5 separate regions of the Mus musculus genome follow, and all the other regions are linked to region 5. A link is a contact called in public Hi-C, HiChIP or PLAC-seq and promoter capture Hi-C data. All regions are on one chromosome and are shown on one strand. The core of a region is the stretch at or near the end of the contact, and the rest is flanking DNA. Distances in the headings are between cores, read along the strand shown.

Region 1 (4,511 bases), core at 1,888-4,387, 840 kb after region 5:
GGATGAGCTTATTCAGAAGTCTTAGAGGCTGAAAATATTCTATGCCTTGATTAGATTCTCAAGAGGCTAAACACTTTCAGGAATAGGCCTAGGGTAGCAGATGGAGGCAGTAAGCCTACTAGAGGACAGTTATATCTGAGGAAATCAAAGTCACTTTTACACAACTTCTTTTGTGGCCTTTATTTGACAAGTAAGTGAATGAGCACTCACTTCTTTGTCAGTGCTTGTTCACCTCCAAGGCTTGCGATGCAGAAAGGGTAACACCAGGGCTGGCTCATTACATAAAGTCTTTGCTACTCAAGCTTAAGGACTAGACTTTGGATCCCAATATCCACACAAAAAGCTGTGTAGAACTTGTGAAACCTGTATTCATAATCCTATAACCATAAAGGAAGTAGACATTGGATCCCCAAGGCAAGGTGACTAGTTATACTAGCCCCAACAGTGAGATTTTGCTTGATTGAGGAACTCTGGCTCAGAATATTAAGTGAAGAATGATCCAGGAAGACACCAAACATCATCCTCTCATTTTTGCATACATGTGCACATGTATCCATACATATATGTGAACATGTATACATATAACCACACACATACATGTGCTAAGGGGGAAACAAGAGCAAGCATTCTACTGTACTGATTCAAAGTAGACATATCAGTGGAAACTCCTGACTTGTGACATATTTCTTTCTGTGTACATCAATATCTGTTTTTCTTTCTATTGACAAAAACTTGGTGTAGTGCATCCTATCTTAAGTGAACATCATCAGTTATGGTAAGATTACAATGACATGTGTTTGCTTCTTTGCTGAACTAAGGAAATATAGCCTTCCTTTTATGGCATATCTCAAAGGAAATGGTAGTTATCATAAACTGGAAGACTTTTTCCTCCAGTATCTGATTTATTGTCTTGAAAGATCTCAAGGTCAGGAAAAAACAAAAAGCAAAAAACTACAAAAGCTATTCCAGATTAAAGGAGACTAACAATCCATGAGAACTAAGAGACAAACACAATGTTAGAATGGACTCTGGACAAAAGGACATTGTTTGGAGAGCTGACATGATTTACATTTTAGGTGAGATAATGGTGTCTTCAGGTTTACTGTAAGAAAGTTCAAATATAGAGAAAATAATAAAACCAATATACTAAGAGACAAAAGAGTTGAATCTTGATGAAGTGTAAATGGGAATTAGTTGTACTATGTTCTAATGGTGGTCTTGTGATTTCTAGGCAAACATTCTACACTGAACCATATCCTACACTGAACCACATCCATAGCCTGTTTTGTTTGTTTGTTTTTGTTAACATTATTTTTGTTTTGAGATAAGGTCTCTCTATATAGCCTAGGCTGGCCTTAAACTCACTAGAACTAGTGATCCCCTTGCCTCAGCCTCCCAAATATCACCGTTCTGTTGCTATAACTCTCATAGGGTCTTAGTTAGGGTTTCCATCACTGCGAAGAGACACCATGACAAAGGCAAGTCTTACAAAGGACAACATTTAATTTGGGCTGGTTTACAAGTTCAGACATTCAGTCCATTATCATCAAGGCAGATGCATGGCAGCATCCAGGCAGTCATAGTGCAGGAGAAGGAACTGAGAGTTTGACATCTTCATCTGAAGGCCTCTAGCAGAAGATTGATTTCCAGGCAGCTAGGATGAAAGTCTCTCAAAGCCCAGCCCCATGGTGATATACCTACTCCAACAAGGCCAAACCCATTCCAATAAGGCCACACCTCCTAATAGTACCATTCCCTGGGCTAAGCATATTCAAACCATCACGCCTAATATGTTTAAATTAGTTCACTTTAGAAAGTAACAAAGAAAAGGATTTTCAAACTCATTTAGGAGAACCTGGGCTTGGTGACATACATCTATAATCCCAACACTGTGGAGGTAGGGGCAGGAGGAGTAACAGTTTCCTAGTTTGAGCTCAACTTGAGCTGTGTGGTGAGACTGTCTCAAAACAGCCCCAAAGCAAACAAAAGAAGAGGTTTATGTCACTCACTGTATTAGTGTTAATAATTAGTGAAATAAATGAAAACAGTAATTGTCAACAATAGATGACAGCAGATTTGTGTTCTAATCACAGCATGCACATTAGATGGATGAACTGTTATTCACATGTGTCATCATGTAAAGATCTCAAAAATAAAAACCATAGGTTAAAAGAGGAGGCAGGAGGGGCTTGAGTTATTCTGATTTGAGGGCATGCCTGTAACAGAAGGAGTCTGTGGGAGGCAAATCAAAATATACACTCTATAAACACAGAAAATAAAGTTGAAGATTGTTGAAGAACAGTCTCTGTCTTTAAAGAATTTTCAGGCATTTAACAGAAATCCAAGTAAATATATGATTACCATGTAGGAGGAGGAAGGCACAAGTAGTGTGTATTATGTTTAATGAAGATGGAGGAGGGGTACAGGCAAAGCTGAGGGAACATTCATTTCCCAGCAATGGCAAAACTTTCTGTACCTCCTTTTCACACTAAACCAAATCCTGGAACAAGAAAGATGAAGCCTTGATGAAGCATGGGAAGACAGGTGTGTTTCTAGAACACAGAGTGATTTGCAAATTCCTAGAAGATCCTGGTGGAAACAGCTAGGGGTTTCTTGAAGCTGGAAAAGAGGAGAGGAGGGTCAAAGCAGTACACTACAGATGAAAAGTGGCTCTAGGCCTGGCTAAGGAGTTTGATGGCCTGCAGGGGAAGGGAAGGCAGCCTTTCTTAAAGCAGAGAGTAACAATTGCAGTTTGAATTTGACAAAGGGAGGCTCTATAAGCATGATCAGTTGCCCTTACCTCCACTTCCAAGGAATAGAGTAAAGCAAGCTGTAATTAGACGTAGGGGTCTCAACAGAAATAGCAGAGGGAGTGATAAATACACTAAGGTGCCCAGCCAGCAGGGCTGTGGGGCAGTTAACTGTAGGTTTTCATTCTAGGCATCTGGGTGCCTGGTGGAGCAGTCTTGATATTTTTGGTTTTGTTTTTTGACATATTTCACAGTAACGCCTAGTTTGGCTTGGAACGCAGGCCTCCTGGGTGCCAGGATTTTAGGCACGAGACATCGTGTTTTATGCTGCTTGACCCTGCTCCTGGCCACTGCTGATTGGACTTTAGATTTTCCACACTTAGGTCATACAAGAAAGGATCAGAGGAAGAACTGAAGGCCATGCTTACCTTTGGAATGAGTTTCCCAGTAGGGGGTGAGTGGTTTTAGATTCATCTCAAACGCTTTAATTAAAAAATAGAGGCTGGTGTAAATGCAACACAGCTCTGTAAGCTCATAAGGGTCAGATTTCTGTACGTTTCTGGGCATTTTAACTACATTTGATAACAAAATAGCAAAACAATGCTATGTCAAGATTTCGTGAGCTGAAGGTCACAGGAGGATATGAGCTCTAGAAAAAAAAAAAAAAAAGAGTGAAAGCAGAAAATAGCATAAATGAAAACCGAGCACTCACTGTGAGCGCAGAAGACCAGTGGGGTCAGAAACAGGCAGCTTCCGCAGGTGGGCGGTCAGGGAAAGAAGATTAGCAGGGTGGCGGAGGGGGAGGGAGGGGCCCTGCGGACTCGACCCCGCCCCGTCGTCCCCACCTCCACTCTGTCTCGCCTCACCCCCTCCCAGACCATGGTTCCGCCCTAAGACCCCTACCCTACCCCGCCTATCTTAGCCCCTCCTCCCTCCATGACGCTATCTCCGGTCTCCAGGTAACGCAGGGGTCAAACAAGCAGCGGTTGAGGGCATTCATCTCTCTTTGGTTGGACCCTGCATCCTCATCGGACGTTGACAGCCATGGCTCTACCGTTTCTGCCTGGCAACAGCTTTAACCGCAATGTAAGTAGGCAGGAAGCCTGAGATCCTGGCCAGATCCTGGGGTTTAGAACAGGATCTGGGAGTGTTCATCTTACTAGATCCTACCTGTGAGCTAGCTCCTGCCTTTTACTCCTGTGTGCTGAGTACACCTCAAACTTCTTGTTCCCTCTTCCTTTTTTCTCAAAGTGCATCTGAATGCTTTTCCTACATGACATCGAAGTACAGGTAGCAGGGGCATCCAAAGTAGTTGGTGACAGTGATGATAAAAAGAATCACTGAGTGTTTTAATGTGTGTGGGGTGCTATGCTTTAATTGCCTTGGATATTCTCAACAGCTGTTTGAATTAGATCTTTTTGTTCCCATTTACAGCTGAGGAAACTGAGGTCTTCGTGGTGATAGTAGTTTTCTTTCAGGCAGCTGGTCTTTATAACCCACGAGTCTAATTATTATCTTTAGTACACTGTGTGCAAAAACAAATGTTGGTACTAAATAGAAGAAACACAGAAGGAAGCATGGCAGATAGGGAAGCCTTCTATTAGCCTATAAAGTTTAGTGCCACACTAGGAAGACAGGCCCTTAAACCTGGAGGACAAGATGAAAGCACAAAATCAAAACATTACAATCCCCTAGAACATCAAAGAACTCAGTATTACGTAGCCACATACCTAACAGGAGGAAAACCAGTCAGGCTTTTGT
Region 2 (4,453 bases), core at 123-2,622, 570 kb after region 5:
TGAGATAGCTAATCACATTGCAGTTGCTGTAAAGAAACAGACATCAACGAATGCTTGTACTTTGTCCCTTTTCTTTTCATTCAGTCCAGGATCCAGCCCAGGGAAGGGTACTACTCACAATTATCAGTTGCTCACACTTCAACTAACCTAATCGAGATGAATTCCCAGAGGTGCAGCCAGAAACTCATCACCAAGGTGATTCTGGAGCTCATCAAATTGACAACTGAAATTAAACATCACAGACACCTTGAATATCAATATTTGAAGTATTTTCTGTACAAAAGAACTAGTATTTGTTTTATTCCTGTTCCTTCTGTTTCTACCAAAGTAGAATATCTGATTTTAAAAATAAGTTAACTATACTCCTATGTTTCAGTAAAAGAAAATTAAATCCTAATATTCTTTTGATGATTTTTTAAAATTCTCTCAGTATAAGAAGATATAAATGGACTCCATTAATTGCACCTTGTAGAACTGAGGGGTGGGTATTTTCTTGAAAAATACCTTTCCAAATGAGAGAATAAAGCCTACATAGCTGTCTCCCCTGACCCACTCATTACTGCACCTTCCATCTGTGCAATGTCTGGATACCTTTTAAAAGTGAAAGAGACACCCCAAGGTTATACCAATCAGTAGGTAAACTTCCTGCATCATTTTTACCTTTCCAAGTGGAACTGACAAGGACTTAAAAGATAGAACAGTTCGGTGAAGGGTTCTAACCCAATGGAAGTGAATAGCTATGGGTAGGGCATCCTCTTCTGTAGTTCCCAGCCTGGTAGCCATGCTGAAGCCTTTGGGGAGCTACCTCTGGAGCTTTACCTTGGCTTCCTGTTGAGGTCCTGTTTAGCAATTCTAAGAGTTGATTCAAAAATTGTAACTGAAACTTTGTGGCTGGTAATTGAATTGAAAATCATCAGCATCCGTTATTGTATGTATTTTTCCTCATAGAAGCCCCAAGTCACAATCAAACATTTACCCAAAGTAGGAAAGCACAGGTAAGAGGCACAGTCAAAACAGCAGGATGATTAACTTGAAGACCCAGTGGAATGTCACAAGGTAAGTTGAGGGGGATAGTAAAAAGCCATTAAGATTGTTCTTATTTATTTGTACTGTCTTGTTCTTTTTTAATGGGCTTAATGTTCTGGGTGTTTTTTGTTTTGTTCTGTTTTTGTTTTTGTTTTTTGTTGCTGTTGAATATAGGATTCAGAACATTTTCAAAAGATGAGCTGCTAAAGCACCCTCAAAGAACAGGCCCATTTCTACCCATCCATGAACTGTCAGGCTGCACTAGATGTTTTGGAGTGAGAAATGTTATTTTGAAATGTGCTTATGAGCAGGAAGGCTTACAACAGGGAATAGGCTATTGGCAGGCTTCCAGTCTCCTGACATGCTCAGGGCTGGCTGCACTGGCCATGTGCTTGCTTTTCAGTCGCCCTAAGGAAGTGTGCTGAGTTATTTTTTAAAAATAGCCAGAAAAAAAGAAAGCCACAGAAGGATTTTTTTCCATGTACCAGCCAACAAGCTTTGAATAGCCTCTGATAAGCCAGGTGCTGCAGCAAATTTTGTGTGTGACTTCAAGGGCTTGCATCTGATGGGGGTTATTTCCTGTACTCTGCCATCTGACTCATGTGAACAATTTGCTCTCTGTGTACTCTTTTAATAAGAGTGTGTTTACTGATATGAGATGGGTACTGCTTTCTTTTTGCTTTTGTGAAATAATTGGATAACATTGTTACTAACCTCATCTTCCTCCTGTGTCTTTCTTTGAAAAATGAATTGTTCTACTCACACTACAAGATTTGGAGGTCATAATAGGGGACTATGGCCTCTCTCTTTCCCTCCCTCCCTCCCTCCCTCCCTTCCTCCCTCCCACCACCCCTCCCTCCCTCCTACCCTGTCTCTCTCTGAGACCATAGGCAATTAGAACTGTACTTTTTTGAAGGTATGAGGCAGTATAAGCTTCATTTTTACATCAATACTACTGATTTTTGATAGAACTAAAAAAATTCTGCTTAAGTTTTTTAATTATGTCATTGGGACATTGACTTTTTAAAAGCACTATGCCTCTTCTATGTCTGGAAAAACAAGATGACATTTTTAGCAAAGCGAGGCAATATTTTGATGAACGAGGAATGTCATAGAAACATTAGGGATACAAATTACCAGTGCAACTTGACATTCTCACTTATAGGACAAAGAAAATATTACCTAAAGAATTAATTAAGCAACCCCTTTTCCTTCTAGTATCTTGAGAGAGGATCTTGCTATATAGACCAAATTAGTCTGTCTGGAACTTGAGTTTTTCTGCCACAGCCTCCTGAATACTAGGATTATAGGTGTGTGGAACTACATCTGGTTCTGAAAGTATTATTTCCACATTTTGAAGTTGTAGATATAGTTCATTAGCTTCACAGTAAATAACTTGGCTCATGTCTTCTTTGTTTCTCTACCCTTCCCTGCACATAGTTCTTAATATTATTAGTAGCTTCTTTGATGGTAACTCAAGAATGTAAGATTATTTAAATTTTGACTTATGCAATACATTTAACAGTATCGAATACTGAAACCATATGAAAAACTATACTTAAGGAGAAGCATTTACATTTTGTTCTATTTATAGTTATTATTGTGGGGGTGGAGGGCACATATGCCACAGAGGAGGACTTTTGGCAGCCATTTCTTTTCTCCACCAAATTCAGGCCGTTGGATTTGAGTGAGTCATCTTCCTAGCGCAAAGGAGCTATCTTAATTCCCCATCTCCGTCTTCCCTGTTCCTTTCCTACCCCAGCCATCTTTGTTCATGTATTGTGTATTCTTCCAATGTTTCTGCAAATATGTGTGTGTGTGTGTGTGTGTGTGTGTGTGTGTGTGTGTTCATCAAGTAGGTTTCATTTCAGAGACAGGGGAAAGGTTCGATATATAAAAATCAATAAATGTAGCCTATTATATAAACAAGATAAGCCCACATAATCTTCTCATTATATTCAGAAAAGACCTTTGACAAAATCCGACACTCCTTCATGATGAAAGTCTTGGGGGGGGATCAAGAATACAAGGGATATACATAATTATGTATAACCCTAATATATATATTTGTTCTGGCTAAATTATGGAAGTGGCACATTGGACAAGGACTTGAACAGTTCAGGATAATTGCATATTAGTGTTTATTACACAGTGATTTACAATATCCAGAAATTTTTTTTTAGCATACAAGTGTTTCACTTCCTTAGTTACAGATACCCAGTATGCTTTGTATTATTTGAAGCTATTGTGAAAGGTGTTGTGATTTAATTTTTTATCCAGCTACTTTGATGCAAGTGTTTATAAACTGTAGAAGCTCTTCAGAGAAACTTTTAGGGTCACATATGTACACTATCATATCATCTGCACATAGAAATACATTGATTTCTTCCTTTCCAACTTGTATCCCTTGATCACTGTAGTGGTTATTCCTGGTTGTCAACTTGACAATATTTGGAATGAACTACAATCCAGAATTGGAAGGCTCACCAGTGACCCTTATCTGGAGGCTTGGAGATCCTTATCTGGATCTTGGTTTGAAGATCTTGAGCCATAGTGGCTATGGATTCCAGAAGATTGAATCTCCGAGTTTAAGGAACACACCTTTAATCTGGCCTATGCCTTTCATCTGGGATTAAATGTGTGGTGGAACACACCTTTAATCTGGGCTACATTAGATCGTGGTAAACAGCAATCTCGGCCAGTGAATCAATTTCCAGACTTGAGCCAGTTTGCAGATCCGGAACCCCTTGAATGAAGGGGTGGCCAGGTTCCGCTGAGGAAGGATCCTGATAAGACACCCAAAGGTTTTGCTGTTACCCTTTCTCCAGTTCTTCCCCAGAGGGACCTATGGCCTTTTACAAGGGTAGCTGTACACTGGGGAAAAGGAAATAATCAGACTTTTTGGGGTCTGCTGGATACTGGTTCTGAGTTGACACTGATCCCAGGGGATCCCAAGAAACATTGTGGCCCTCCAGTTAAAGTAGGGGCTTATGGAGGGCAGGTGATTAATGGAGTTTTGACTGATGTCCGACTCACAGTAGGTCCAGTAGGACCCCGGACACATCCTGTGGTGATTTCCCCAGTTCCAGAATGTATAATTGGGATAGATATAGTCAGAAATTGGCAGAATTCTCATATTGGTTCCCTGAACTGTAAAGTGAGGGCTATTATGGTTGGAAAGGCCAAATGGAAGCCTTTAGAGTTGCCTCTGCCAAAGAAAATAGTGAATCAAAAACAGTATCGTATTCCTGGGGGAATTGCAGAAATCTGCCACTATCAAGGACTTGAAAGATGCAGGGGTGGTGGTTCCCACCACATCTCCGTTTAACTCTCCTATCTCGCCAGTGCAGAAAACAGTTGGATCATGGAGAATGACAGTTGATTATCGAAAACTAAATCAGGTAGTAACTCCAATTGCAGCTGCTGT
Region 3 (4,804 bases), core at 1,786-4,285, 680 kb after region 5:
TGAAAGCAAAAAAAAAAAAAAAAGGAAAAGAAAAAGTCTTTGATAATTTATGCACTCACTGATAAGTTGATATTAGCCCAGAAACTTAGAATACCCAAGATACAATTTGCAAAACACATGAAACTCAAGAAGGAGGAAGACTAAAGTGTGGATACTTTGTTCTTTCTTAGAATGGGGAACAAAATACCCATGGAAGGAGTTACAGAGACAAAGTTCAGAGCTGAAACAGAAGGAAGGACCGTCCAGAGACTGCCTCACTTGGGGATCCATACCATAATCAGCCACCAAACGCAGAACTAGTGCATATGCTAACAAGATTTTGCTGACATGACCCTGATATACCTGTCTCTTGTGAGGCTATGCCAGTGCTTGGCAAATACAGAAGTGGATGCTCACACTCATCTATTGGATGGAACACAGGACCCCCAATGGAGGAGCTAGAGAAAATACCCAAGGAGCTGAAGGGGTCTATAACCTTATAAGAGGAACAGCAATATGAACTAACCAGCACCCCCAGAGCTCGTGTCCCTAGCTGCATATGTAGCAGAAGATGGCCTGGTCAGCCATCATTGGGGAGAGAGGCCCCTTGGTCTAGCAAACTTTATATGCCCCAGTACAGGGGAACGCCAGGGCCAAGAAGTAGGAGTGAGTGGATAGTGGAGCAGGGTAGGGGAGGGTATAGGGGAATTTTGGGATAGCATTTTAAATGTAAATGAAGAAAATATCTAATAAAATTGTTTAAAAAATAAAAATAGTTGCACTAAAAAAACAAAGCTATCATTAATTTTTCAGGCAAATGGATGGAACTTGAGAATATCATCCTGAGTAAAGTAACTCAGAAGAAAAATGGCATGCATGGCATGTACTCATAAGTGGATATTAGCTACAAAATACAGGGTATCCATGGTACACTCCACAGATCCAAAGATGTGAAATAAGAAGGAAGGCCCAAGTAAGAAAACTTGAATCTCATTTAGAAGTGGGAATAAAATAGTCATAGGAGGCAGATGGAGGGAGAGAACTGGGTAGGAAGGTGGATGTGGAGGGGTTCAGAATCAGGTGTTGGGAGAGACAGAAAAGATGGCCAGATCGCCATGAGAATGAATGTAAATCTGCAACTGATGGCAGTATGGTGGTGTGTGTGGGCATCTCCAGGACATGACAGAGACATGGGATAGGAGAGACACCCAAGAATCAATGAGTGTGACCTTCCCAAGAATCAATGGGGGTGACCTTAGCTCTGACTCATAGCATTGGTGACATGGAACCTGAAGAGACCATCTCCTGTATCCAGGCAGAAACGACAGTGGAGCAATAGGGACACCAACCCACCCACAAAACTTTCAACCCAAAATTTATCCAGTCTACAAGAAATGCAGGGATGGGGTAGGGCATTTTCTGAATTAGTGATTAATGGGGGTAGGCCAATCCATTGTGGGTGGTGCCATACCTGGGTTGGTGCTCCATGGTTCTATAAAAAAGCAGATTAAGCAAGCTATGGAAGCAAGTCAGCAAGCAGTGCCCCTCTGCATCAGCTCTTGCCTCCAGGTCTTGCCCTGTTTGAGTTCCTGTCCTGATTTCCTCCAATGATCTGGACGTGTAACCTGAATAAACCCTTTCCTCCTTAAGTTGCTTTGGTCATGGTGTTTCAGCACAGCAATAGAAGTCCAAATTAAGATAAATACCTACTTTGTTTCTTTTAATTGGAAATAATTTTTTCATATAATATACTGCGATCACAGCTTTCCCTCCCTCAACTCCTTCTATATCCTCCCAACCCCTTCTTTCTCTCTCTTTAGAAAACAAACAGGCAAATAAACAAAACAAGGCAGACCAAAACAGAAAAAGAGAAAATGCAAGAAACACACACAAACATAAAATCACAAAGTCAGAAAATATACAAACAAAAGACTAGTAAGATAAAACATATTCTCAAACAAAACAATATGAGTCGGAAAAATCTACCAAAATATGTTTTATATTGACTATTTTTATATTAACTATCTACTTCTGGACAAGCAGCCTTAAGTGTAGCTTACCAAGCCAGTGAGACTCCATTGGAAAAAACTAAATTATCCATTGCAGGCAGCTGTCAGGAGATAGATAAAGCACTTACTTACTTTGAGGCTTCAGCAATAATCCTTCTATAAATATATAAATGATAGGTGTTCATGTTACAGGTAGTGAATATACATTCAAATTTCTGAGACTACAAAAAATTTCATTTTCAGTTTTCTACACAATGATTTGTCACATAAATAATTGAAACCTATTTGTAAGACTCCTTTTAATTCTATTCTCAGACATTACAAATAATTATTTTCTAGACCATTTGCCCTGGCAGTACTGACCTTAGGTTCTTTATAGAGAGGTAGGGAGAAGGAAAGGAGGGAGGGGGTAAGGAGAGGGGTGAAGGGAAGAAGAAGAAAAAAAAATATTCCTAGGTGCATACTTTACTTTCAATCTGTGTTTGAAAGTTCTGTAAAGTTTAGGGGACAAGAGGTTCCTTTTTCTTGGGGGGAGGGGTAGGATAAATACTTTGTGTGTAGATTATTTTGCAAAATGCAGAGACATGTTCTTAAACTATTGTCTAACATGAAAGGCTCAAACCAGACCTCATTTCCTTATTTTCTCCAAACAGTGAAAGCACTCAATATAAAGTTTCCTTAAACAAATGCTGCAATTTTCTCTTCTCAAAAGATTCCACTTGTACCACCCAAACAAATCAGCATATAAATGAGCTCCATGATCATACTCATTATACAACAGCAACATTTGTGCACAGGCCAGCAGTACAGACTATAATGCAAGAGATAATTTGAACCTACTCCCTAAATGATGTTAAGTATAACAGAGGGGTTTGGAAAAATACAAACCTTGGCTTTGTTTTTAATGTGTGTGTTTTGTATTATGTGTGGGACTCTTTTGGGTAGTTTAAACAATATAAAACCCATGTGGGATTAGAAAGCTGGACTACACTCAAATAACCAGAGGCCATGTGTTCACAGTCTGGGATCTTCAATCACGGAGGATCTGCAAAGAGCTTGCTTAAGAATCTCCTACTCCCTTTTGCCCCAGATGTTCTATTTCCTTTCATGTTGTGCTCACAGAAAATGGGAAACTGTCTTCCCATGTTAGGAGTTGGTATTTATTCTCCATGCAGATTCTTGGTTTTCTGAAACATTTGCTAGAAGAGAGCATCCAGCTTCAACATGTCTAGCTGCCTAGGCAAGCCCTTAGATGAACTGGGCATGGGCCGCTTGTTGGACATGGGTCTTTGTTAGTATAGGAAGACCGGAACAGGTCAATGAGAAAAAGTGGGGAAAGGGAGAGCTGCTCCTCCTCTCAGGTTTCCTTCTGTTGTTGCAAACCTACTTTTGCAGTGCTGGCACATTCAGTATACTTCTTGAAATGACCCCAGTAATAACCATAATTCCTGCTGCCACCCACTTACAAATGGAATTCAAAACAGGACTGAACCAAAACCAACTGGCTCTATGTGGCTGGAAAGACAAAATGATTGCCTTGCAGTTGGCCCTCTGTTTCTACAGGTTCTTTAACCACAGATTTGATTAACCATGGATCCAAAAGAGTCAGACAAAAGCAATACTGTTATTGTCATTTACTCTATAGTAAATGTTGTGAACACGTAGGGATTTTTGTTGTTTTGTTTTCTTGTTACTATTCCCTGTAGCAAATGTTAGCATTCTAACATCCACAGTTATCTAGCAACAGCCAGTTATGCTCTGCCCCACAGTTACCTGGCAACAGCCAAGTAGGCCTGACCCAGTATAAAAGGAGATGCTTGCCCTTTCCTTGCCCTCTTGCTCTCTTGCTTTCTCTTGCTCTTGTTCTTGCTCTTGCTCTTGCTCTTCCCTTCCCCCCTCCCCATTCCCCCCATTCCCTTCTCTCTCTCTCTCTCTCTTCATGTGTTCATCATTGGCTGGCCTTTACTCTTCCTCTCCTCTCCTCTCCTCTCCTCTCCTCTCCTCTCCTCTCCTCTCCTCTCCTCTCCTCTCCCCTCTCTCTCTCTCTCTCTGTCTCTCTATTTCCGTCTCTCCCTCTACTACCTTTTAACCTCCCCTCTTCATGCCCTGAATAAACCCTATTCTATACCATACCATAGTGTGGCTGGTCCCTCAGGGGGAAGGGATGTCTTGACATGGGCCCACTGAGGCACCCCCTTCCCCCATACCTCACCACACATCCATAGAACATATTTTCCTTCTCTTTATCTTTTTATAAACACATCAGCAACCATTTCCATTGTATCAGATTCTCCTTTGTTTTCCAGAGAAAGGATGCATACTTTTATTATTTTGGATGTAACATATATTTTCTTTCTTTCTCTCTCTCTCTTTCTTTCTTTCTTTCTTTCTTTCTTTCTTTCTTTCTTTCTTTCTTCCTTCCTCTCTCTCTCTCTCTCTCTCTCTCTCTCTCTTTCTTTCTTTCCTTCTTTCTTTCTTTCTACTTCCTGATTATAGTTCCCCTCCCTCCTCATCTCCCATGTCTTCCTTCTACCTCCTCTCTGATGCACCCCCATCCACTTTTCCTCCATTTCCCTTCAGAAAAGGGTAGGCCTCCCGTGGATATCAATCAACCATGACATATCAATAAACAAAGTTGTAGTAAGACTAGGCACAACTCCTATTGAGTCTAGAAGAAACAGCCCAGTAAGAGGAAAGGGTCCCTAAAGCAGGTAAAAGACTGAGAGACAGCTCCTGCTCCCAAAGTTAGGAGTTCCATAAGAAAACCAAGCTATAAAACTGTAACATAGGTCAGTCCCATGTAGACTCCCTGGTTA
Region 4 (4,652 bases), core at 1,881-4,380, 550 kb after region 5:
CCTAAAACTGTACTTCAGAGCAATTGTGATCAAAACTGCATGGTACTGGTATAGTGACAGACAAGTAGACCAATGGAACAGAATTGAAGACCCAGAAATGAACCCACACACCTATGGTCACTTGATCTTTGACAAGAGAGCTAAAACCATCCAGTGGAAAAAAGACAGAATTTTCAACAAATGGTGCTGGCACAACTGGCGGTTATCATGTAGAAGAATGCGAATTGATCCATTTCTATCTCCTTGTACTAAGGTCAAATCTAAGTGGATTAAGGAACTCCACATAAAACCAGAGACACTGAAACTTATAGAGGAGAAAGTAGGAAAAAGCCTCAAAGATATGGGTACAGGGGAAAACTTCCTGAATAGAACAGCAATGGCTTGTGCTGTAAGATCAAGAATTGATAAATGGGACCTCATAAAATTGCAAAGCTTCTGCAAAGCAAAAGACACTGTCAATAAGACAAAAAGGCCACCAACAGATTGGGAAAGGATCTTTACCTATCCCAAATCAGATAAGGGACTAATATCCAATATATATAAAGAACTCAGGAAGGTAGACTCCAGAAAATCAAATAACCCCATTAAAAATGGGGCTCAGAGCTGAACAAAGAATTCTCACCTGAGGAATACCGAATGGCAGAGAAGCACCTGAAAAAAATGTTCAACATCCTTAATCATCAGGGAAATGCAAATCAAAACAACACTGAGATTCCACTTCACTCCAGTCAGAATGGCTAAGATCAAAAGCTCAGGTGACTGCAGATGCTGGCGAGGATGTGGAGAAAGGGGAACACTCCTCCATTGTTGGTGGAATTGCAAGCTTGTACAACCACTCTGGAAATCAGTCTGGCGGTTCCTCAGAAAATTGGATATAGTACTACCGGAGGATCCCGCAATACCTCTCCTGGGCATATATCCAGAAGATGTCCCAACCAGTAAGAAGAACACATGCTCCACTATGTTCATAGCAGCCTTGTTTATAATAGCCAGAAGTTGGAAAGAACCCAGATGCCCCTCAACAGAGGAATGGATACAGAAAATGTGCTACATTTACACAATGGAATACTACTCAGGTATTAAAAAGAATGAATTTATGAAATTCCTAGGCAAATGGATGGACCTGGAGGGTATCATCCTGAGTGAAGTAACCCAATCACAAAGGAACTCGCACAATATGTACTCACTGATAAGTGGATAATAGCCCAGAAACTTAGGATACCCAAGATATAAGATACAACTTGCCAAACGCATGAAATTCAAAAAGAACGAAGACCAAAGTGTGGACACTTTACCCTTTCTTAGAAATGGGAACAAAACACCCATAGAAGGAGTTACAGAGACAAAATTTGGAGCTGTGACGAAAGGATGGACCATCTAGTGATTGTCATATGCAGGGATCCATCCCATAATCAGCTTTTAAATGCTGACACCATTGCATACACTAGCAAGATTTCGCTGAAAGGACCCAGATATAGCTCTCTCTTGTGAGACTATGCCGGGGCCTAGCAAACACAGAAGTGGATGATCACAGACAGCTATTGGATGGGTCACACGGCCCCTAATGGAGGAGCTAAAGAAATTACCCAAGAAGCTAAAGGGAACTGCAACCCTATAGGTGGAACAACAATATGAACTAACCAGTACCCGGGAGCTCTTGTCTTTAGCTGCATATGTATCAAAAGATGGCCTAGTCGGCCATCACTGCAAAGAGAGGCCCATTGGACTTGCAAACTTTATATGCCCCAGTACAGTGGAACTCCAGGGCCAAAAAGGGAGAGTGGGTGGGTAGGGGATTGGGGGGGTGGGTATGGGGGAACTTTGGGATAGCATTGAAAATGTAAACGAGGAAAATACCTAATTAAAAAAATGAAAAACAAAACAAAACAAAACACTCAGGGTAGCTAAACCAATCCTGAACAATAAAAGAACTTCTGGAGGAATCACCATCCCTGACTTCAAGCTGTTACTACAAAGCAATAGTGATAAAACTGCATGGTATTGGTACAAAGACAGGCAGGCTGATCAATGGAAAAGAATCAAAGACACAGAAATAAACCCACACACCAATGGACACTTGATTTTTTACATAGAAGCCAAAACGATATAATGGGAAAGAGACAACATCTTCAACAAGTTCTAATTGGATGTCTGCATGTAGAAGAATGCAAATAGATCCATATCTATGACCCTGCACAAAACTAAAGTCCATGTGGACCAAAGACCTCAACATAAACCCAAAGACACTAAATGTAGTAGAGAAAGTGGGGAATGGCTTTGAACACATTGATACAGGAGACAACTTCCTGAACAAAACATCAAAAATAAAAATAAATAAATAAATAAATAAAAAGATAGCAAACATGAATTAACAGCAGTGGCAACTACCTAGTGGAGACAGCCAGGCCACGGCCTCAACTCAGCAGAAGAGACCTGGAGAATATCTCTGAGGCTATTTGTAATTTGATGCTAATTCCATTCTCCTGTGACTGGTTTCAAACAAGGAATGAGCCAGCACTCAGGTGATTTCCTGTAAACTTTCTTCCCACCTTAATTTATAAAATAAAGGGTAGAGCCAGTGATTGGGCAGAGGAAGGGAAGGCAGAGCTGAAAGTTGTGAGAGAGAAGAAGGAGGGGGAGGGGGAGAGGAGGACAGAGGAGGAGGTGGAAGGAAAGCAGAGCAGAAGCACATCGCCTGGAGAAACCGCAAGTTATAAGGGGTTTCATAGATGGGGAAGATGGTAGTATAGTGGTAGATCTGCCCAATCTAGGTGCACAGCTTGTAGTCATATTAATTGAATTGTGTTTTCATTGCTGGGGCATATTTGGGTTGGAGATTTATTGCAACACAGGTCCACAGTGGCAGCTCAATCTATTCATAAACATTTTATGGATACACCAGCAGTCTAGCTCAGTAGAGTTGGGATAGAAAACATGAATTAACAGCAGTGGCACTACCTAGCAGAGACAGCCAGGTCACAGCCTCAGCTCAAATCAGCAGAAGGGACCTGGAGAAACACCAGGAGAGATTCTTGGCTGTGTGCCTCTCAAGGAAGTGAAAATCAGTGAAGGCTTGAGACCAAAGCTAGCTCTATCAGCAAGTCTAGTCAGCCTCTGTCACCATCTGTCAAGTCCTTTTATACTCCCTCCAAACATCACATGTCCTCCATGGGTCTGCAGAAGCCTGTGCCTTGCCTCAGCACGTGCATCTGACTCAGCTGACGTCACTCTGTCAATCAGCCCAAGTCCGAGGAAGCAGCAAGTAACTGCAGCACACCACTCAAAGTTGTTTCGTTCATTTTTCTTATGGAGTACTGACAAATGGAGCTCAACTATTCAATGTAAGGTGGACCGATACATGTGTGTTGTTAGTGATGAATCCTTCATCATGTGTCCTTTCACATACTTGCTTCAGCAGAACATCCTTTCACTTGTGTTTGCCCCAGCAAAACACCATATAACACAACTTACTTTCCAAAGAACCCTCAAGTTTTCACTTCAGTGGTTGGTTGATACTCAACTGTACTGAAGCAAATGGCTCTTCCATATTCAACTAACTGACCCATGTCACAGTTCCTTCTGTGAATATCCTCACAGACACACCAAAATGTAATTTTGCCAGCTCCCATTATACCTTAACCCAGCCAACTTAAAACTATTCACTCTTGGGCAAATACCTCTGTAGCAGAATGCCTGCTTAGCATGTGTCAGGTTCTGAACTTAATCTGTATCATTGCAATTAAATGAGTAAATAAATGCTTCAAATCAGAACCTGACTATCACAAGTCTGCTTCTTGTCAGCATGGTGCCAATATACATTTCCTTAATCCATATGTGATCTTCAAATGAACATGGTAACTTTCCCTAAAAGGACACCATTGTCTTATATACACCCCAAATGACTGAATCCCTTGAGCCTCCTACAACCAAAATAAGAAGACTCTACAAGGAATGTACCTTCACCAGACATGGACTCTTCCAGTGCCTTTATCTTGGACATCCCATCTTTCAGACTGTGAGAAATTTATAGTTTATAATTCACAGAATTTACTGTCTATGTATGCATGTGTGTGAATTCATATTTACATACATTCTGCTTACATGCATTCTATGTATGTATGTATGTATGTATGTGGCATGTGTCACAGTGTGAAACTAGAGGTTAGAGAGCAACTTGTAGAAGTTGGCTCTTCTCTTCATGTAAGTTCTTGGCACTGAACTCAGTTTGTCACACTTGGCCACAAAAGCCTGCTGGACTATCTTGCTAGCTCAGTTTACTGTTTATTCATTTTTATTTGCTACAGTACTTGTGCATGCATATGCTAAAATTTACCTAATTTATACACATTAAGAGTGGGCAATCTAATATGTGTCAAATATGTCCCCATAAGGCTGTTACTAACAACAACAAAAAAAAAAAAAAACCCTAAATACTGCTACCATTCCAAACCCCTAGTGAAAAAAAATTAAATATTAGGCATTGGTGAAATAAACTTCCACACTGACAATGTGAATATAAAACAGCACAAGCACTTTCTAGAACAATTTCACAGCATATAGTAAAAAACAAAAACTAAAAAAAAACGTCAGGAGCTGAAATGATGGCTCAGCAGTTAAGAGCATTATATGGCTCTTTCAGAGGACCTGGCTTT
Region 5 (4,814 bases), core at 2,038-4,537:
AAACATACTGATTCTCAGGACAGTTAGAGGATGGATAAAACTTAATAATTTAACACTCATTCTAGTCCGAATTCAATTCAAATAGAAAATGTGAGGTGTTATTTTATCAAGCATAAATTTATATTACACATTTTACTGAAATGTTCATGCTAATAAGGACACAATCAAGATCCACGTAGGTGTACAAAGTACATAATATGGAATGTTTTAGCATTAAAGCTGTTGAGCCCTGATCTAAGTAGCTAGACCCTAAGAAGCCAGAATCAATGAAGATTTTTTTTTAATCAATATACCACCTGAGATTTATAAAGTCATAATTCTTCCCCCAAACAAAATGAAGCTTCACATATTTTTTCATGCTTAACATGTGACTGTATTCAAATACCAGAAAAATAAAATAACACACATTTAGAAAATTTTGAAAATGCTCAATTTTTAAAATGTGAACTCAGTTCATATTAACTGTAGGTTTTACTATTTATGATATAATATCCCACGTTAAGGACAACCATGTGTGATTCTGATAACAAGCATTCTAAGATATGAAAGTAAGAACTAGCACTTTACACATGCACTTAAAACACATTCCACTTATTTCTTCATCACTGTAACCAAAAGGAATAAATTTAGCCTAAATTTCCAAATGAATTATCGCTGAAAGCAACTCTATTAACTCAATTTAAACTAGCAATGTTTACTCCAAAATAAAATGGCCCTTAAATTTAAACACTATATACAGGTGTGTGTACACACACACACACACACACACACATCTTTGGAATGACAACTTTACATTAATCTAATCTTTGTACATAAAATACTTCAAATAGGTTGAGGAAAATCTTGAAAAGAGGGGGCTAACAACTATTTATATTTATATAATTCCAGAGCTAGTTACTGAACATTTTTCCAGCGCTAATTTTAATGAAAGAAAATTAATACCGTCACTGTCAAAGTTCAATTCAAATTTCCTTACCATTCAAAGAAAATGGACCTACCGAAAAAGATTATGACTGTTTTGCCTTATAGTCATTGTCTGCAATCACAAGTTCTTATATTTTGATACTTTAAAATAAAAACGTAATTATGATCACAGATAAAAACAATTAAGGCAGCCAAACCAAAATACATTCAAAAAGTAAGGAGCAAAATAATCAACTTTTTTTAAAGCCGTTAAGCTTTAGTCGCCTTTCTTAAACTTCCCAATTGCAACAATAGAGCTAACAAAGTATCAAATCAAACCTAAAGATTTCCGGCAAAGAAGAAAAGGTCTAATGAATGCAACATCTACCATAGACACTCCAAGTTTGAGAGTCCCAGCTAACAAAAAAACCTCCTCCTACCATTCCAATCACACTTTGGTCAGGAAATATAAACTGAAGTAGACAGACTGAGACTCCAGCCTTTGTTCAATAGCTTACCATGGGTAACTAAATGTGCTACAGGTTGATAAGCATTTACCAGGCGTATGCACGCTATTTCAAAGCTAGAGAAGGGGACAAAAATTCTACATGCAAATAATCTGTGATCATTTTTATTAACTACTGAGCTACATACTCCAAAGGAGAGGCCTATTCTTCTCTGATACTATTTATTTCCCTGTTTACCTCTCCTCCCTCCCCCAAACCTCCCCCGGCTCACTTTCTCCTCCCACCCTGTCCCGCCATCTTGGGCGGACAGAAGCAGCCATTACTTAACTAAATGACAGTACCAACAACTTTGCACACAAATAAACAAGAGACTACACCCAGAATCCTCCCCAACTGCTCCTGACAGACTCACAGGAAACCAAGCTCCAGAAAACGCACTCATACAACTGTGGTAGATCTTTGGCAGAAAGATCCAAAAAGTAAACAAATCACCTAACTTCAGGTAAAGCACACACCGATGATGATACAAGTCAATAACCCCATGCAAACTCTTTACGGACCTAAACTACGTGCAACTTCCCCCTTCAGGGAGCAGAGACAAGAAGCCATCCCGAAATGTTTGACTAAAGCAGGCATCAGGAACAGACTGCCTAAAGAGCCTTAATAACCAGGGAAGATAACGAGCGGGGGATTTAAGGAAATCTACAGCTGTTTACGAACTCATGACCCTCCCTAGGCACCTCAGAGATCATCCGCCTAGCCTCCAAGGGCGGTAAAATCGTAGTCAATTTGGAAGCCCCACATGAGCTTGGCCCCAAAAGCGCCACTGCCTCTGTCCTCTGGCTCCAAGAGAAGTGATCTCTCAAGAGAGCAAGCGAGGTATCAGGGGGTGGAGGGGAGCGCAGTAGCAGGAAATAGTTTTCCGGAAGCCCCTCGGCCGTCTTTCGAGGCCACAATGAGTGGTGACCCGGCCCCGGTGCCCCAGGCGAGCGCGCCTCTGGCTCGAGAGACCGCGTCCGCGCTCCGGCCCGCGGTTTGCCTTACCTTGCCCAGCAGGGCCTTCATCCTGGCGCCATCTTCATGAAACCTCACGAACCCGAAAAGGCGGCTGCGGAGAAAGACACACGCCGCTCGTTAGTGCCCCGGCATCGGCGCCGACCCGTCCGTGCCAAAGCCCGAGGCCCGGGCGTCAGCGGAGCCGAGAGCGCCAAGCCGAGGTGCCCGCCCCACGGCCGCCACAGGCTAGCCGCGCTCCGGCCTCCTCGGAGAGTGGCGCCAGCCTGTCCCGAGCCGCCCGGGCGAGTGCCCGCTCCCCGTACCTGTCCAGTCCGCCGAGCGCCTCCCTCTCCTCCGCTGTCAGGCTGGGGGACGCCTCCTCGCTCTCGCCGCTCGCTTTTCCCGCCGCCATTTTCTTTTCCTCATCACCGAAAGCGGCGGCGGCGGCGGCGGCGGCGGCGGTAGCGAGCGACACTCCGCAGGATTTCATGGAAACGCAGCGAATTCACAACTCCAACGCCGACACCCCCCCTCTCCGGGCCGGAGCCCGCAAGGACGCCTCCAATCTCCGCACAAGACCGGCACACCAACTTTATTTCTGCCTCCTCCTCTGCCGCGAGAGGCGGCAGCGAAAAATCCTAACGCGGTAGAGGTGAAGGCAGAGGCAGCAGAGGCTGTGGAACCACTGGGTCCGGAGCGGCGACGGCTCGGCTGTAGGGTCACATCGCGGGGATGGGAAGGGGGCAGCCACAGGCAGGGTCGGCGGGAATGGCCGGAGCGCGCGAGGAGCGGGAGCTCTGGGGGGGATTCGTAGGAGACACAAACTTCCCCGGCACCAGCACAAAGTTGTTGTAATTGTGTCACACAGCGAACCCCACGCCGCTGCCGTGACCCCCCCCTCACAGCCCGCTCGGCGCAGCCAACCAGAGCAGCCCCTCGCCTCACGTGACCTTTGTTGACTCGCGTCAGTCGTGGCTCCACTTAACTTGCTAGCTGCTTTAGCCCCGCCCACCGAGGCCGCCACAGATCCGAGAGCGGGATGCTCGCCAGTTCTGGTCGGTGGTTGGCTGATAGGCACGTCTGTCCGGAGTAGGGTTGTCACCCAGTGGGAGCAGCCGGTTAGGTTGTGCTACTTAAATACACAGGCAGAGAATGGAGGGGTCCAGGCTGTGTCCCTTCGGGAGCCGTGGTGGGATCGGGGGGGGGAGGGGAGTGCTCAGTCTGGGCGAGGTCCGGCACCGCCTGTAGCGAGCGCCAACGAGAAAGCCTAGGACAGCCTCTGGCTGCCCGGAAGCCCTAGGGTGGGCCAAGACTGTGATTTCGGTGGTCCTGCTAGCGCTCGCGCACTCCGGGAATATCGATCCCGACAGGGCTGGACACCAGCTGAGTCGCGGGGAGGGAACACTCGGCCCCAGACCTCTGCCCTCGGAAGAAGGCGCACTGCTAGAAATAATAGCCTCCACGAGGAGTGCGCCAGAGGAGCAGCAGCCGGCTTCATACCCTGCAGCCTGGGCGCCGCCCTAGACAAGGCCACGCGAAGCCCCATACCCTTTCAAAAGGGGAAGGGGAAAACGTCTCCCGACCCCCGCCCACTCACCCCAGGCAGGGAGGAATGAAGAGTCAGTCGCCTGCAGGGGGTCTGGCGCGCTGGCTCCCGCACCCCACCGCCAAAGGTCTGTCTGTTGGCAGCACTTTCGGGCCAGATATTCCTGCTGCTTGCATATACCCTACGCCCTAGCAGTAATTCGTTATACTATAAAGAAAAAAACAGAAACAGTGAAATTTGTCGAGGGGGATTTCAGAATGTTGGGTTCTGTTGCTGTCATCTCAGTGGGTACTCCATGGAAGAGTAGGAGCTGTATGTGAACTGGCCTTAGAGAAATAGAATCCTCAACACAGCTTCCTGCCAGCCTTTTTCTGCTTCCACTACATAGGAAACCCTTAGCAGTAACATTTGCTTGTTCTGTCCCTCAGGTACAAATAAGTCTGGTGTTTGACCCATAGTATAATCAGGAGATAGACCAAACTTTCCATCGACTATTTTGAAAAGGCAGATATAATGTGATGTATCTCATCACACCTCCAGTCTTTGGGATAGAAAATATTAGTAAATGGACTATATGAAGAAAAGATCCGTTTATAAACCAAGCTTTATATGTTTTATATAAGTTTACACCTGTAATCAATAGGGTATATTTAAATTTAGATTTCAGAATATATAAGTGCTGAGTCAGTAAATCCTAGCTGTGTTCTTCAATGAGAGACTATAAAAGTCCCAACTAATTTTGCAGACAGACAGAGCTTTAAATTGTTGCCTGGAGACTAGTAACTAGATGAATAAACTAGTTTTGTATGGATTATATTTCGTGTTTAATTACACTTTTACAAAACATGTTCTATGGTGTTCTATTTTACTTGACTGAGTGAGTACCAGAGACTGAATATTTT

The links. Promoter capture Hi-C pulls out the DNA fragments that hold promoters and counts their contacts. A called contact is a pair of places that touch in the nucleus more often than the background predicts. HiChIP or PLAC-seq counts read pairs in DNA pulled down with a chosen protein or histone mark.
Region 1: a contact with region 5 is called in a promoter capture Hi-C map of hippocampal neurons, with 9 times the contacts expected there. The contact joins the promoter of Efhc2 here to the promoter of Kdm6a in region 5. A contact is called at or near these places in 6 of 39 promoter capture datasets (the 3T3-L1 cell line, cranial neural crest, frontonasal cranial neural crest and 3 more) and 1 of 115 datasets of contacts at active chromatin or transcription factors (stem cell-derived neural progenitor cells).
Region 2: a contact with region 5 is called in a promoter capture Hi-C map of the HPC-7 cell line, with 2.4 times the contacts expected there. The contact joins the enhancer-like site here to the promoter of Kdm6a in region 5. A contact is called at or near these places in 15 of 39 promoter capture datasets (the 3T3-L1 cell line, 3T3-L1-derived adipocytes, the C10 cell line and 9 more) and 8 of 115 datasets of contacts at active chromatin or transcription factors (bone marrow-derived dendritic cells, differentiating embryonic stem cells, embryonic forebrain and 4 more).
Region 3: a Hi-C map of uterus shows a contact between it and region 5, with 2.4 times the contacts expected there. The contact joins the enhancer-like site here to the promoter of Kdm6a in region 5. A contact is called at or near these places in 4 of 39 promoter capture datasets (the 3T3-L1 cell line, embryonic stem cells and hippocampal neurons) and 2 of 484 Hi-C or Micro-C datasets (both in uterus).
Region 4: an H3K27ac HiChIP or PLAC-seq map of microglia shows a contact between it and region 5, with 6 times the contacts expected there. The contact joins the enhancer-like site here to the promoter of Kdm6a in region 5. A contact is called at or near these places in 2 of 39 promoter capture datasets (the C10 cell line and liver) and 7 of 115 datasets of contacts at active chromatin or transcription factors (bone marrow-derived dendritic cells, embryonic stem cells, epiblast stem cells and 2 more).

Annotation. Positions count from the first base shown.
Region 1 is chrX:17,318,567-17,323,077 of GRCm38.p6, reverse strand. Efhc2 (EF-hand domain (C-terminal) containing 2) reads left to right here and starts at 3,137. Exons shown (of 16, transcript NM_028916.5): 1 at 3,137-3,204; 2 at 3,710-3,836. The coding sequence starts at 3,795. The region is part of intron 2 of Gm35105 (a long non-coding RNA gene); the gene reads right to left.
Region 2 is chrX:17,587,975-17,592,427 of GRCm38.p6, reverse strand. No RefSeq gene overlaps it. Among named protein-coding and RNA genes, the nearest start is that of Fundc1, 18 kb to the right of the region's middle. Within about 2 kb of position 1,372, at least 36 of the 459 cell types and tissues checked have an H3K27ac peak or open chromatin away from gene starts, as enhancers often do. A contact at or near this core is called in the HPC-7 cell line, where this site is marked.
Region 3 is chrX:17,479,077-17,483,880 of GRCm38.p6, reverse strand. The region is part of intron 1 of Gm39497 (a long non-coding RNA gene); the gene reads left to right. Among named protein-coding and RNA genes, the nearest start is that of Gm39497, 36 kb to the left of the region's middle. Within about 2 kb of position 3,035, at least 2 of the 459 cell types and tissues checked have an H3K27ac peak or open chromatin away from gene starts, as enhancers often do. A contact at or near this core is called in uterus, where this site is marked.
Region 4 is chrX:17,611,504-17,616,155 of GRCm38.p6, reverse strand. No RefSeq gene overlaps it. Among named protein-coding and RNA genes, the nearest start is that of Fundc1, 42 kb to the right of the region's middle. Within about 2 kb of position 3,130, at least 1 of the 459 cell types and tissues checked has an H3K27ac peak or open chromatin away from gene starts, as enhancers often do. A contact at or near this core is called in microglia, where this site is marked.
Region 5 is chrX:18,161,048-18,165,861 of GRCm38.p6, reverse strand. It overlaps Kdm6a (lysine (K)-specific demethylase 6A), which reads right to left and starts at 3,287. Exons shown (of 29, transcript NM_001310444.1): 1 at 2,690-3,287; 2 at 2,415-2,478. The coding sequence starts at 2,856.